2 separate regions of the Rattus norvegicus genome follow, and region 2 is linked to region 1. A link is a contact called in public Hi-C data. All regions are on one chromosome and are shown on one strand. Each heading gives the region's core, a stretch centred on a gene start, on an enhancer-like site or on the middle of the called end of the contact. The rest is flanking DNA. Distances are from core to core; before and after follow the strand shown. Region 1 has its middle 43 kb from the start of Hmgn3. Region 2 overlaps Sh3bgrl2 (SH3 domain binding glutamate-rich protein like 2).

Region 1 (6,820 bases), core at 2,064-4,563:
TACATGAAATGATGCTTCTGCAATAAGAACTCACTAAAGGTGGAATATCAGTGTGGGGTAGTTTGTGTGGGGTGTGGCAACCTGTGCTCACCTGAGCTTTGGTGTGTATGGCTTTTTAAAATATTTATTTATTTTATTTATATGAGAACGCTGTAGCTGTCTTCAGACAGACCGGAAGAAGGCATTGGAGCCCATTACAGGGTTGTGAGCCACCATGTAGTTGCTGGGCATTGAACTCAGGATCTCTGGAAGAGCAGTGAGTGCTCTTAACCCCTGAGCCATCTCTCCAGCCCACGGCTCTGTTTATGCCAGCCAAGCAGTCTACCAACTGAGCTACAGCCCCAGCCTGAGTTAGGCCAAAACCATTGGCACACAGACGGCACAGAATAAGCATTGCTAGTTTATTGTCTTTGTCCTTCTATAAGAAGCATACAAAATACAGCATTTTTAGCTTCATCTTTATTATGAAAATGTACAAATACACAGAAAATAGTGTAAAAATACTTTTTTTACCCAAGGGAGATCCAACAACATTATGCCAAACTTCTGTGTGTGTGTGTGTGTGTGTGTGTGTGTATTATGTACTTTTGTTAAGGTATTTGAAAATAAATGACAGCTCTTGCAACCATTAATAATTTGGAATACTTGGTATGCATTTCATATTAATAATTGTGATGTCCTTAACTGAACAGCTAACCATCACCTCCTAATGGAATAGTCTGGATGGCCCGCATACTAAATAAACAGGGAGTATGTGCTAATTGAGGGACCTGGTTTGTTGCTAACCCCTTCTCTCAGAAACCACGTTATTCCTGTTTCTTTCAAATGAAAGACACTGGAATTCTTATTTCTTCCTCAATCAAGTCCAAACCCTGATGGGTTGTCTAGGACTGTGTATGCCTCATGTCCTTCGTCTACATGCCCACATCTGCTTTTGTACCAGTTCATGAGTTTTGATGTATGCTGGTTTGACATGGTGAATACTACCATTCTTTATTTCCACCGCCTTTCAACATCAACACCACTCCTCCTCCAGCCCCCATTCCAGTCGTGGTATCTCTGTGTCTTTCTGATCAAATTGTGCACTTTGGTTGTTTGGAGGAGCTTTTCTGTCACCTGAACCATTGGTGGCCCTCTGGTTCAATAGTTTTCAATATGTATGCAATTTGGATTCAACCAGCGAGCTCCGGAGACCACCTCAGGAGGGAGGTGCTGGCCAAGAGGGTGAGCCATCGAGTCTACAATTACTTTTCTCATTGCCATGACAATACATCTGACTTCAACATCTACAGCGAGGAAAGATTTTGACTCACCATTTCTGAGATTTCAGTCTGTAGACCTTGGCTCTGCTGCTTCTGGCCAGTGAGGCAGAGGATCTTGTCCACAGAAGTGTGAGAAGGGACTCACAAGGAAAGGTAGCTTACTGTGATAAACAGAAGTGATCATGGTCTGCCCTAGACCAATGCAGGCCTCACTTTAGGCACTTGTTGATTGACAGGTTTTTTTTTTTTGTGCCATCTCATCTCAGTTTTAATGAGTTAATATCAAGCTTTACTGTACCCTGGGAAGGTCTATGACCAAAGACTTGTCTTGTCTTCTCAGAGCAAAGCCAAAGAGTTATGTCTTTTGGGGTTGTGGTTGCTCTGGAAGATAGGCCTCAATCTAGCTGTGGTTTTATTGATTGATGGTCAAACTATCCTTTTTGTTTGTTTGTTTTTCTGCAATGAAGACTGAACTTAAGACTTAACATGTGATTTTCTTTTGGGTCAGGGTCTCTCTAAGTTACCTGGGTCATCCTATATTGTGATTTTCCTGCCTCAGTATTTTGAATAGCTGGGGTTATAAGCATACTTCAACAGGTTGAAAGAGTAAATCACTTTGTAAGAGTATTACTCATTTACAATTGCTCACACTAAATTCAAGTAAAGTGAAAGAATAATTTTTTACTGTCATCGTCATCGTCATTGTCATCGTTATCATCATCATCAACAACAGCAGCAGCAGCAACAACAACAACAACAAGAAGGCAGGATGGCCTGGGACTCTCTCTATAGCTAAAGGTTTTCTTGGACTCCTCATCTTTCTGCTCCTATCTTTTATGTACTGGAAATGTGTGCCACCATGGCCAGCTGAATGATTGTTTTAAAAATCCCCTTATTCTGTCTCAGTTCTTACTCTAGAGGCACTCAAATGTCTTAGAAAAAGGAAATGATATTTTTGGAATCCAAAGGAGACTCATCTCTAAAACCAAGAATATTTCACATCATCTCCAGGGTCTGCCCTAGCTCTGTGATTTCTATACACAAAGCCCCTCTCCTATGCTCCATTCACTGAAAAGCTCTATTCTACCTATTTGGCTGTTCAGGTACCCACGACCATTTGTGTGGCAGACCATAACCTTCCAGTCCAAAAGACATTAGTAGACAAGCCCTGAGAAATGGTTAATTATTTACTAGAAATGCAACTAAACCTTTATCATGCCAAACCCAAATTGTCATTTTTTTTGGCAGGTACTTTATGGCAACCAGATGAATAATACTTTAAAAATGTTACTCTGAAAGTTAACTTAGTTTCTATGGGTTTGTTTATGGCTAACATCTGTTAGGGCCATGAGATAATAGTCCTGGAAATAAAAATCCATTAGAGGAATCACAGAGTTTTGTGTGGAAGAGGTTAGGAGTGTACAATGGCTGATGCAAATGTGCGTTCTTTGTGCTACTATGTAATGAGTGTTGGCTTCTCCACTAGAAATTGAAGCCCCATAGTTCTTGGAGACTGATCTTACTAATGTATGAAGACCTGGTGTCTTGCAAAATGCCTGATATTGAGACATTATATTTTTATTAACAATATGAAAGACAGACTCTGATGTAATCCTGGAGTGCTCTGCCCAGAATAATATGTTTTATCTAGAGTTTGGGATGAACTCACAGAAGATAGGATACAACTGTGAGGCAGGGGTGGGGTGGAGAAAAGTGTTGGTATAGGCACTTAGAAGCCAGTTTTTTGCAGGCTCGAAACAAGAACCTGGGCATTCCTATGTTTAACCTGAATGTGATTGTTTTTGGAAAACCTCTTATTTCTCAAATATCTGAATTTGAAAGGCTTATTTAAATACAGCACATATAAAAAGAGAACTGTGTGTCCTACCATAATCTCTGAGGATGAGTGACAGTATTTCACATAACATGATAACATTTTCAGGTGCTTGAGAAAGTAGAATTGACTTAAATAAAACTCAAATGCCGGAGCCCTAACAGAATGGGAGTAATGCCTGGCAGTGACTCAGCAGCTAAAGAGTGCTCTGTGGAGCTGGAAAGATGACTCAGCGATTAGGTGCACACACTGCTCTTACAGAAGAGCAGGTTCAGTGCCCAGCACCCACATTGGGTGGCTCAGAATTGCTTGTAACTCCAGCTCTAGTGGTTCTGATGCCCTCTCCTGGCCTGTGTGGGCACCTGTACAGATGTGCACTCACAAAGACACACAGATACATACATACAAATAAAAATAAACACACCTTTTAAACTGTTAAGATTGAAATAAATAGTACTTTCTAATTTTCATACTTGTACTGGTGATAGGCTGTGTGTGTGTGTGTGTGTGTGTGTGTGTGTGTGTGTGTGTGTGTGAGAGAGAGAGAGAGAGAGAGAGAGAGAGAGAGAGAGAGAGAGAATCACACCATCTAGGCTGGCCTTGAACTCCTCCTGCCTCCATCTTATAAGTGGCATTTTAGTCATATACCAGTACAGCTCGCTCTCGGTTGACAACTCCTTTCGTCAATCTGAGAAGCTCTTGCCTGGTCATATTTTAAGGGAGGATTTAGGGCATATCAGAAAGGGGTCAGATGACCTGAGGGGTTCACCTATCTTCCAAGTTTATGGCCAGACTTCAAGGAACTCATGAGGCCCATTAATCCAGGCCCAGGTAGACTATCTCTAAGGGACTATCTCTGTTCACTAGTTAGTACTTTATGACCTAAAATGAAAGGTATCACAAATCACAGTGTATATTTATAGGAAAAAGTTGGGGCTAGATCTAAAGTGAATCTAAAGTGAAGGCTAAATAAATATTGTCACAAGAATAGAACCACAATCAACAGAAAATGCTCCTAAGGTATGGCACTGATGTTTTCAAAATCTTTATATAAACAGAACTGAGTAAGATGGACACAGCAGTGGTTGGCAGCCTCTCTCCTCCATTGAAGACGACATTCAGCTCAGCATGTATCTACTCCCTAAGACTCAAGTGACAAAAGGAGAATGGGACAACATCTTTCTACCATCTAGAAACTAGTGGTTCACTTACTTCTCATTTCAATCAATATTATCAATCTTGTCCAGTCATTGATTTATAATGGCCTCTAGAGAAAAACTACTTTTATTCCCCTTTATCTGTGGAAACACTGTGGTAGAGAAAGATTGGTTGAAGTGTTCAGACACACATAGCCAGTAAGTCATAAAACCAGATTGAACTAGACCGCATGGTTCAATTATCAGCCTGATCTTTGTAACATACTGCCTTTCAGGGGAAGCCTGTGGCCTCTTTTTACCTGAGCCTGCTTCTAAAGCTTATGTGTACTTGTCCCCTTCAAAGTTTACTGATGTTCATGATGGATAGTGTTTTAGGCACTTGTACTAGCTGATTTCACGGTGCCTTTCATTCGATCTCTACAGCTTGGTCCAACAGAATTATCTCTGTGGTAGAGGTGAGTAAGTTGATAGGTAGAGATGTTCAATCACCTGACTAGGTTCACACAATTGCTAAGGAGTAGCTTTGAGTACCTCAGATCTTAAAGGCTGGAGAGATGGCTCAGTGGCTAAGGGCATTTGCGAAAGAATCAGGTTCAGTTCCCAGCACCCATTTGACATCTTACAACCATCTACACATACCTACCTGCGGGCAAAACCGTTCATATACATAAAAATGAAATAGACACATCTCAAATGTCTTAAATCCATGTCTTCTGATTCTAAGTCAAATGTTTTCAATAGCCTGGTAATCGTATTTTCCTGTGAACTGTAAGCCAGTAAGCTGTTAGTACACTTAAGGTTGCGCTCACATCAATTTCAGATTTCACCGCCCCCCATAGATCCCTCCACCCATTAGGAGTCACCGCCTGCCTTGTTCTTCCCCCGCTCTGGCAGCTAGTCTAATCTGCGTTCCTTTAGCCTCAGCATGGTACATAAATGGAAAGAACACGTAGCTTCCATATGTGTCTTCCAATGCGTGATAGGATAGTCCTCTTTACACCTGGATACTATTACACTTTCTAGTCTTTATTTGTTAATCTCTTCACAATGACAGACATGCGGACTGTTCCACTGGGGAATTATTAGGAGATAATCTACTCCGAAAACTCAGACACGCCTTTTTGTCTGAACGTGTTTTCTGTCCTCTTCAGTTTAGAGCCAGGAGTGGAACCGGTGGGTTCTAACTCCATGCTGGACTCTCTGAGTAGTGACTGAACATTTTCCCCCAAAGCCTGCATTTTCACATTTCACCAGCAGTGAATGCTCACATTTCTCTGCACTCTCTCCTGCACTTGTCTCTTTCCTTTTCCTTCCTTGGTTCAGAGTCACATTTTCCTGAAGGAGTCATGATGGAGACTGTCAGTTTGACACAAGCAGGAGTCATGTGAAAGGACAGGAACCTCAATCCAGGAAATGGCTCCATAAGACCAGGCTGTAGGCAAGCCTGCAGGACATTATGTTAATTAGTGACTGACATGGGAGGGCCCAGCACATGGTGGGTAGTGTCATCCATGGGCTGGTGGGTGTAGGTTCCTTAAGAAAGCAGGTTAAACAAGCCATGAGGAGCAAGCCAGTAAGCAGCACTCTTCCATGGCCTGTGCTTTAGCTCCTGCCTCCAGGTTCCTGCCCCCTTTGAGCTCTTGTCCTGACATCCTGTTTTGATAAACAGTGATTTGGAAAGCCAAGTAAACCCTTTACTTCCCAAGTTGCTTTGGGCATGGCATTTCATCATGGCAATAGAAACGATAAGTACAACACTGATCATCTCTTCAGAGGCCCGTGCATATTAGTAAATTCCAAGAAATGTCTATTTAAATCATCTTCCCATTTTTAAAGTGATTTTTAAATGTATTCTTTTCGTATATATGACATCCCAGTTGACAGTTTCACTTCTTCCCATTCTCTCCCCTAGATCCTCGCTTCCCTACAGAAAAGAGCAGGCCTCCCAGGGACATCAACCAAACACTGCATAAGTACAATAAAAATCAGGTGTATGCCATCACATAAAGGCTGGACAAGGCAACTTGGTAGAAATAAAAGGGTTCCACAAATAGGCAAGAGTCAGGGACAGCCACCAGACCCACTGTTGGGATCTCCACCAAAGTGTCTTTTTAAAAAAATATATCTTACAATCTAAGATTATTATGTATCTTTGAGCCAGACCCATATGAGATAATCTGGAATATTTTCTCTTCCTCTGTGGGTTGTATTCATTATCCTAAAGGTTTTACATTTAGATGTCATCCAAATTATCTTTTATTTGATTTCTTGTGTTTTTGGTTTCTTACCCAAGAAATCTGACCATTTAAAGGTCAGTAACTCTGACATATAAAGATCATTTTTAAACTGGACTTTCTAGAACTTCCTGTTCTCCCATGAGGAGTAAGGCATTATGCAGCTTAAAATGAGCCAGGACCTCCATTTAGTGCCGGGAAAACTTGTTTTTTTTTTTTTACTAGAGGACAGAACACGATATTAAAGAATTCATAAATCATCTCCCAAATTAATAATTTATATGCAGTGCTTACAGGACATTGAATATATTCTGGCTATTATTTTAATCACTA
Region 2 (6,492 bases), core at 3,560-6,059, 500 kb after region 1:
GAGGAAGCCAGCCAGCAAACACAGAAGCTCACTGTTAACGTCTGTAATTGCCCCCACACAGTGGTAGGAGATAGCGTTGATGATTCACAGGCAGGAACGAGTTGCCTCTGACTGGGCTGTGCTCCAAAGTAGACAATGGGAGAAGGACAGAGATCACTCAATGGTGGCCTAACAGCCACACTGGCCCAGGACATATTGTTTGTCTTGCATAGGACTTGTTAATGTAAAAGGTAAATGTATTGCCTTGTAGAATTAAAGTTTCTACTTCCATCGAAGCTGAGAAAGGTGGATATAACAGGATGGGAGTGTGGAGTGACAGGAGTTGACAGTGGCAGGCCTCCATGGTATCCCCTGATGAGGAAGGGGGCCCATTCACCAGCAATTGTCAAGAAAAGCCATGAAGTGCGGTTATTCTTTTTTTTTTTTTTTTTTTAACTTGAGTATTTCTTATATACATTTCGAGTGTTATTCCCTTTCCCGGTTTCCGGGCAAACATCCCCCTAATCCCTCCCCCTCCCCTTCCTTATGGGTGTTCCCCTACCCATCCTCCCCCCATTGCCGCCCTCCCCCCAACAATCACGTTCACTGGGGGTTCAGTCTTAGCAGGACCCAGGGCTTCCCCTTCCACTGGTGCTCTTACTAGGATATTCATTGCTACCTATGGGGTCAGAGTCCAGGGTCAGTCCATGTATAGTCTTTAGGTAGTGGCTTAGTCCCTGGAAGCTCTGGTTGCTTGGCATTGTTGTTCATAAGGGGTCTCGAGCCCCTTCAAGCTCTTCCAGTTCTTTCTCTGATTCCTTCAACGGGGGTCCTATTCTCAGTTCAGTGGTTTGCTGAAGTGCGGTTATTCTAATAATCTCCAAGGAGATCCTCTTAGGGGAATATTTGCTGCTAGGAGGTGATTACCAAATCCATAACAGCTGATTGCACTGCACTATTGCAGCAAATGCACTGGCTTCTTGGTGACATTTGTTCATTTGCATCATGTGACAGACAGAATAGCACTTGGACAATAGGGATGGTGATGCTTTCTGAATGTTGTGACCATTTTGATGATGTCACTCATCTGGGATCACCCTTAACCAGTGCCTCTTCATGCTCCTGGGTTACAGCTACCTACTGTGAGCTAGCGGCACAGCCGTGTTCAAAGAAAGACTCAGTGGCTACTGAAAAGTGGAGCTTTTCTTTGCGTGTTTGCAGTTTGGGTGTGTGACTGAAATGGAGGCTCTGGCTTAAAAGCCAGGACTCACTTCTATCAGTAGCGTGGGGTGAGTCATCATAGCCCTCCTCATACCTGTTCCTGACATTAAAACAACACTGCCAAAGGCCATGTTCTTGTCAATGCAGCATAATAACCGTGCCTTTCCCCCTTCTGTTCTGTAGGCTGAACCTTAGAGGTAGAGTGGAAGGTGATGGACTTGCATTTTGGAGCATCCCCTGGTACTCAGCACTCACCTGCTTACCTGATGCATCACTGTGACAAAGCCACACACACAATCTGTAACTTCGCTTGACCCGGAGAAGGTGTTTTTGGAGGATGTGGGAATAATGGGGACTGCGTGATTGCTCTGAGCCAATCAGGACTGTGGTGGTGGTTCTCTTATTTTTCTGATTTGTCTGCAGTTGCTCCACTCACCTGAAAGTACTCTCCTCTGTGACAGGTCGGCTTCCTTAATGACTGACAGATAATTGGGTAGCACCATCAGGGAAAAAACACTGGACCTACCCTAGGGTTTATTAGAAACCGGTCTTGCAGAAACCCATTCCTCTCTAAGCTGCCTGCCTGCCATCCTTGAAACCATTTTGCCAGGATGGTAACATCATTGAATCCAAAAGAAGAAAGCAGTGCTGGCTGACAAAGGACTCTGAGGGTTCTTGTGGTAGCGTCACAAATGTCACTACTCTGCTACTTAACGCCTGCTGGAAAAGCTAGATGCTCTCAACTCCGTTCTGTAGTGGAGACCCTCACTTCTGTATATTCTCCAGGTGCTTCCAAAACCACCATTGCAAGATCTAATGATCACAGCCAAGTTACAAGGCAGAAAAGAATTGCTGCTTTGGAAAATGTCTCCTTCTTTATATCTTGCAAGGGGGAAGTTTCACTGTATGCATAAGCCTCCTTGAGAGGTCTATTTTGAGAGGTGCACCGCTCATATAGTAAGTTAATAGAGTTTGCTCTGTCAGTGTGCAGAAGCGTTTTCAGCTCTTGTAGTTTGCTTGCACACACATGCACATATATTTTTAAATGCAGCTCCCCAAAGTAACAGCTGCTGGTTCTATTTTGTGAAGGGATTATATTTTTGGAGAAAGGAAATGCTTGGTTAGATATATTTTGTGAGCCATTGACGCCAGTCCTGCCGGGGCTGGGGCTCAGCGGTAGAACAATGCATAGCACACACAGATTCTGCACTCAGCTCCAGTACAGTGGAAAGGAAAGAGACACCAGGCTGGCTGCCTCGTGTGACTTCCCATGTTACCTACCTTAGTCTCTACCCTCCTAGTTCTATTTCAGTCCAGCTCACAGACTTGGGCTTTTCAGAATAACACAGATAGGCACTCTTGCACTCTTGAGCACAAGTGAGACTTCAAGCAGCACAGACAGGAAGGGCTGTCTAGAGCATGGTCCTGAATGTCTTTGGGAGGCAAAGTCCCTGCTCCCCCTGGGTGAACACTGACGTGTGATTTTCACTCGCCGGGATCATGGCATATTTAGAGTTAGTTTCGCACATAGGGATGGCCTTGAACAGGAAAGAGGCTGATTGAAATCTCGGCCTAGTCCTAGCAGGGTGGTGCTGGCCTCTCGCTCTGATTCTGAGAAGGAAATGTTTGCGAAATTGAAAGGTCAAACAAGCGGCCCCCTTTGCCAGCCCACCTCAAGCTTTGCTGAACGTGCTCTGCTCCGCATGCTGAAGCTGAGATCCTGTTGCATCAAGAAGAGAGGAGGACAGCTTCCTTTATGAATGACCAAATGACCGGTGCACAATTTTCTGTCCAAGGAAAGCTTGTCAAGTTGTGGGTATTAGTGGCTGACCGGTATTAAACAAGATCCAGGAAAAATTCCATTTGGTAAATCCCGGGGAGGTTCCAGGGTTTTGTTTTTGTGTTTTGTTTTTCCTCCTCTAACTGGATATTGTGCTTGAATTTGTGAGTCTTCTGAGGAATGTTTTTAAATTGTCTTGTGAAATCAACCCAGGTTATATCGATCTACTTACTTACATCGAGTCTACTCTTGCCAGTGAGTGCCAATAACAGTTTGGCAAAGTGAAATCTTAGCATGTTTCAGTTGTAGGAGCAGTAACCTTACAGTGTTGAGGAAATGGAGAAAGCTACTAAGATTTGTCATGTAACTTTTTAATTGTCCATACCATAGCTACTATGACTGTGTTAAGCGCACTGAATAGATGGTGTTCTTAGAATGGCTGTCACAGCTACTATCATTTCCACCACCATTCTTCTGGGGAGCACTGGGGACTCAGCAAGAGAAATGAGATTAGAGGTAGTGACTTGTTTTAGTGTCCAGAAGCCCAGTATGGAGTCACCACAGTTCCCAGACAACAGTGTGTGCAGAGCGTGCTGGGTCTTATATGATTTCCAGTCTGCCGGTCTGACTGACTTCTCCCCTCCCCTTCTTCCTTTCCCTCTCTCTGTTGGTTGTTGTTTGAGACAGTCTTGCTACGTAGACCTGGAACCCACTTCTGCTTCTGCCTCCCAAGCGCTAGAATCACATGCTGCTGAAATAGCGCTCTTCTGATTCCCTTTAGTTAGCTTGCCTTTAGATTGAGTCGCCACCGTCTTCAAAGCCTAGCAAAGAAGTGCAGACATGACTGGAAGGCCAGTAGCTTTCAAGGCGTAGTGTTGACTTCCTGTAGGCTTGTGGGACAAAGGAAGTGTGCTGCTCATGACCAGACAGTGCCATTTGAACATCAGGTGAGTGGGAAACGCCATACTGCTAGGTATCTGCAGACCAGAAGACAATTTAAGTTCAGGAAATTCTTTGCCAAATTCTGGGGGTTTATTAAAATCAAAGAGGAGAAAAAGGAAGTTTTGCCCTTGGATGCTAATATTCTTTAGGCTCTCCTTTTCTGCTTTATGAAGTTAACCCAATATTTCATTTTCATATTGTGTGAATTTAATCATCTAAATATGTTTCTCTTTTGTTATTGAAAGGTACCAAAGGCTTCTTATGTTTTGTTTGGCTCATTTGATTTTATTGTGGTTTTTTTTTTTTTCTAGAAATACCTTTTATATAGACATGTCCCCAAGTGTCTGGGTCCACTTCAGTCTGTGTCATTGTTTTTTTTACCTCAGTTCGTTTGTGTTTGTCTCTCAAGGGAGAATAAATTCCAGAAAACATGCATTTTAAAACTGGAGTTGTTTCTTCCCATTCCCTCTCCTTTTCCAACTTTTATTCCTGAGTTACCTTAGATCCTTCCTGTTGTGTTAGGAACCTGAGCTTTTGCTCCCATCCGTGAAAGGGTTAGACTGTTACAGGCCAGAGCTCCTGCAGCGACTCACTTGAGAAGAATGCTTGTGGTTTTGCCTGGGCACACTGGGAAGAGAACAGAGCCCTCTCTGGCCGCCCAGGACTAAGGTGGGGCTCCTCAGCCGCTGGCCTAGGTGTATCCTGTGTTCTTCCAGGCACACTGAAGCCACTAGCCGTTTGTTCCTTACTGGTTGCAGAAAACACTGGGGTGGCCATAATTTCGCTCGCATGACCTTCCTTTGGAGCCACATTTGGAAGCAGAAGACTTCCCTGGAAGCCATGTTTCTGAAGGTGGGGTCCAACGCCGAAGTCACCAAGAAGCAGTTGCAGAACTTAAACCCCAGGACAGATGGGGTGTGGGGGAGGGGTCAAAGGCAACAAGCTGTAAGCGGACAGAAATATGTCTGCTCATGAAACCAAATCAGCAGATAGCCCTGCCTGTTTGTGACCTAGATTCCAAAGGGAGTGCTTCTTAGTTCTAGACACACAGGCCAGATTAGCAAGGCTGTCTTTCCTGCCAGCATGAATTAAGCCCTCTCAGTGTGATAAGTCCTGTCTAAGCAGTACAGGAGGATGAGGCGAGCAGATGGGAACATCCGGTACAGCCGTGGTCAGTGGCGGGCCAGGTAAGTTGTCAGCACTGGTACGGCCCATCCCCAGAAAGGTTAATGGTTTCTTCTTACTAAACCATCCTGACTTTTTAGATCTTATACATGCTATGGACTAATATACATACATACATACATACACACACATACATAGGTACTGAAGATACATGCATACATATCTACTGAAGTATAGAGTGATAATAATAACCCCCATCTGCCTCCTGCCTCCCTCACTGCCATTCTCCCAAGGCACCCCCTGCGCCCCATCCTCACCTCTGTCTCCCTGTTGAATATAGAAAGCCTCACCCTGTATTTGTGTGGATTGAAGTCTTCCTGCCCTTTTCATTTTGTCCCCATGTATGTATTCTTAAAGAAAAATAAACAGAATTAAACCAGATACAGTTTTATTTTTGCTTCTCACAATGGGAACTCTTGTTGTTAATCATTATTCTAATGTGTGACTAGATAACATTTTTTTCTCCAACTGTTGACAGTTGAACATTGGTGTGAATATTCTTTCATTTGACTTCTGGTATAAGTAAGAGATTTCTTACCCAAAAGTGAAGCCACACCTTAAGTCGTATTGCTGGTTGTACAGAAAGAACACGCATTAGCTTTAAGGACAGAGACCGATTGCTTTCTCGAGCTATGGTACCAGTATATACCTCCCACCAGAATGCTAACATTTTTATGACTGCTAATCACGAACAACCTGTGTGATTGTTAGACAAATCTATACCCAGCATCTAATGTAAGATGATATCTTGTGGTTTCATTTGGCCTTTTTTTTTAAATCATTAGTAAATCAAACATGTTTATTATGGGGCTCCTGTGTCAAACTTCTGTGCTACTTGGATATTTGGCTATGTTTTAGTTACTGGAGTGCTCTGTATTCCTGGGGATGGAACCCAAGGCCTTGCATATATGAAGGAAATATTCTACCTCCGAGACATACTTCTAGCCCATGAGTTACTTCTTAAAGCGAAGAGAAACCAGGAATAAACAGTCCTCTGAAGCCTTTTCCTGAAATGTGAAATGCACATGAAAGTTTATTCTGTTTTTAGGGAATAAAGCTAAGTATGTTGATTGACAGCCTGTCTGTCTGCCATGAGAAGTGCTGGGGACGTCTCTAGGAGACTGTCTCTGAAGGTGCCATAAGGTTCATCACTTTCCTGCCTTGTTTGGCAGGAAATCAATTGGATTTATGCTCTGCCTCAGTTTGCTTTACTGGATTTCACCAAGCGAAAATCTTTATGCAGACTTTATGCTCACGTATACCTGTTTGCTTAGGAGATCAACATACAGTGGGCTTGGAGCCATGGCCAAACAAGGTGTGGCACTTAAAAGAAAGCAGAAAACTCTTAGACAAGGTGCTTGAGCTCAGACTGGGGGAGTCCCCAG

The links. Hi-C and Micro-C count contacts between places; a contact is called where the count stands out from the background.
Region 2: a Hi-C map of the A7r5 cell line shows a contact between it and region 1, with 4 times the contacts expected there. The contact joins two enhancer-like sites. A contact is called at or near these places in 2 of 12 Hi-C or Micro-C datasets (the A7r5 cell line and Schwann cells).

What each region holds. Positions count from the first base shown.
Region 1 is chr8:92,893,213-92,900,032 of GRCr8, forward strand. No RefSeq gene overlaps it. Among named protein-coding and RNA genes, the nearest start is that of Hmgn3, 43 kb to the right of the region's middle. Within about 2 kb of position 3,314, at least 5 of the 93 cell types and tissues checked have an H3K27ac peak or open chromatin away from gene starts, as enhancers often do. A contact at or near this core is called in the A7r5 cell line, where this site is marked.
Region 2 is chr8:93,389,327-93,395,818 of GRCr8, forward strand. It overlaps Sh3bgrl2 (SH3 domain binding glutamate-rich protein like 2), which reads left to right. Exons shown (of 4, transcript NM_001389250.1): 4 at 1,384-5,488. The coding sequence ends at 1,395. Among named protein-coding and RNA genes, the nearest start is that of Sh3bgrl2, 51 kb to the left of the region's middle. Within about 2 kb of position 4,810, at least 8 of the 93 cell types and tissues checked have an H3K27ac peak or open chromatin away from gene starts, as enhancers often do. A contact at or near this core is called in the A7r5 cell line, where this site is marked.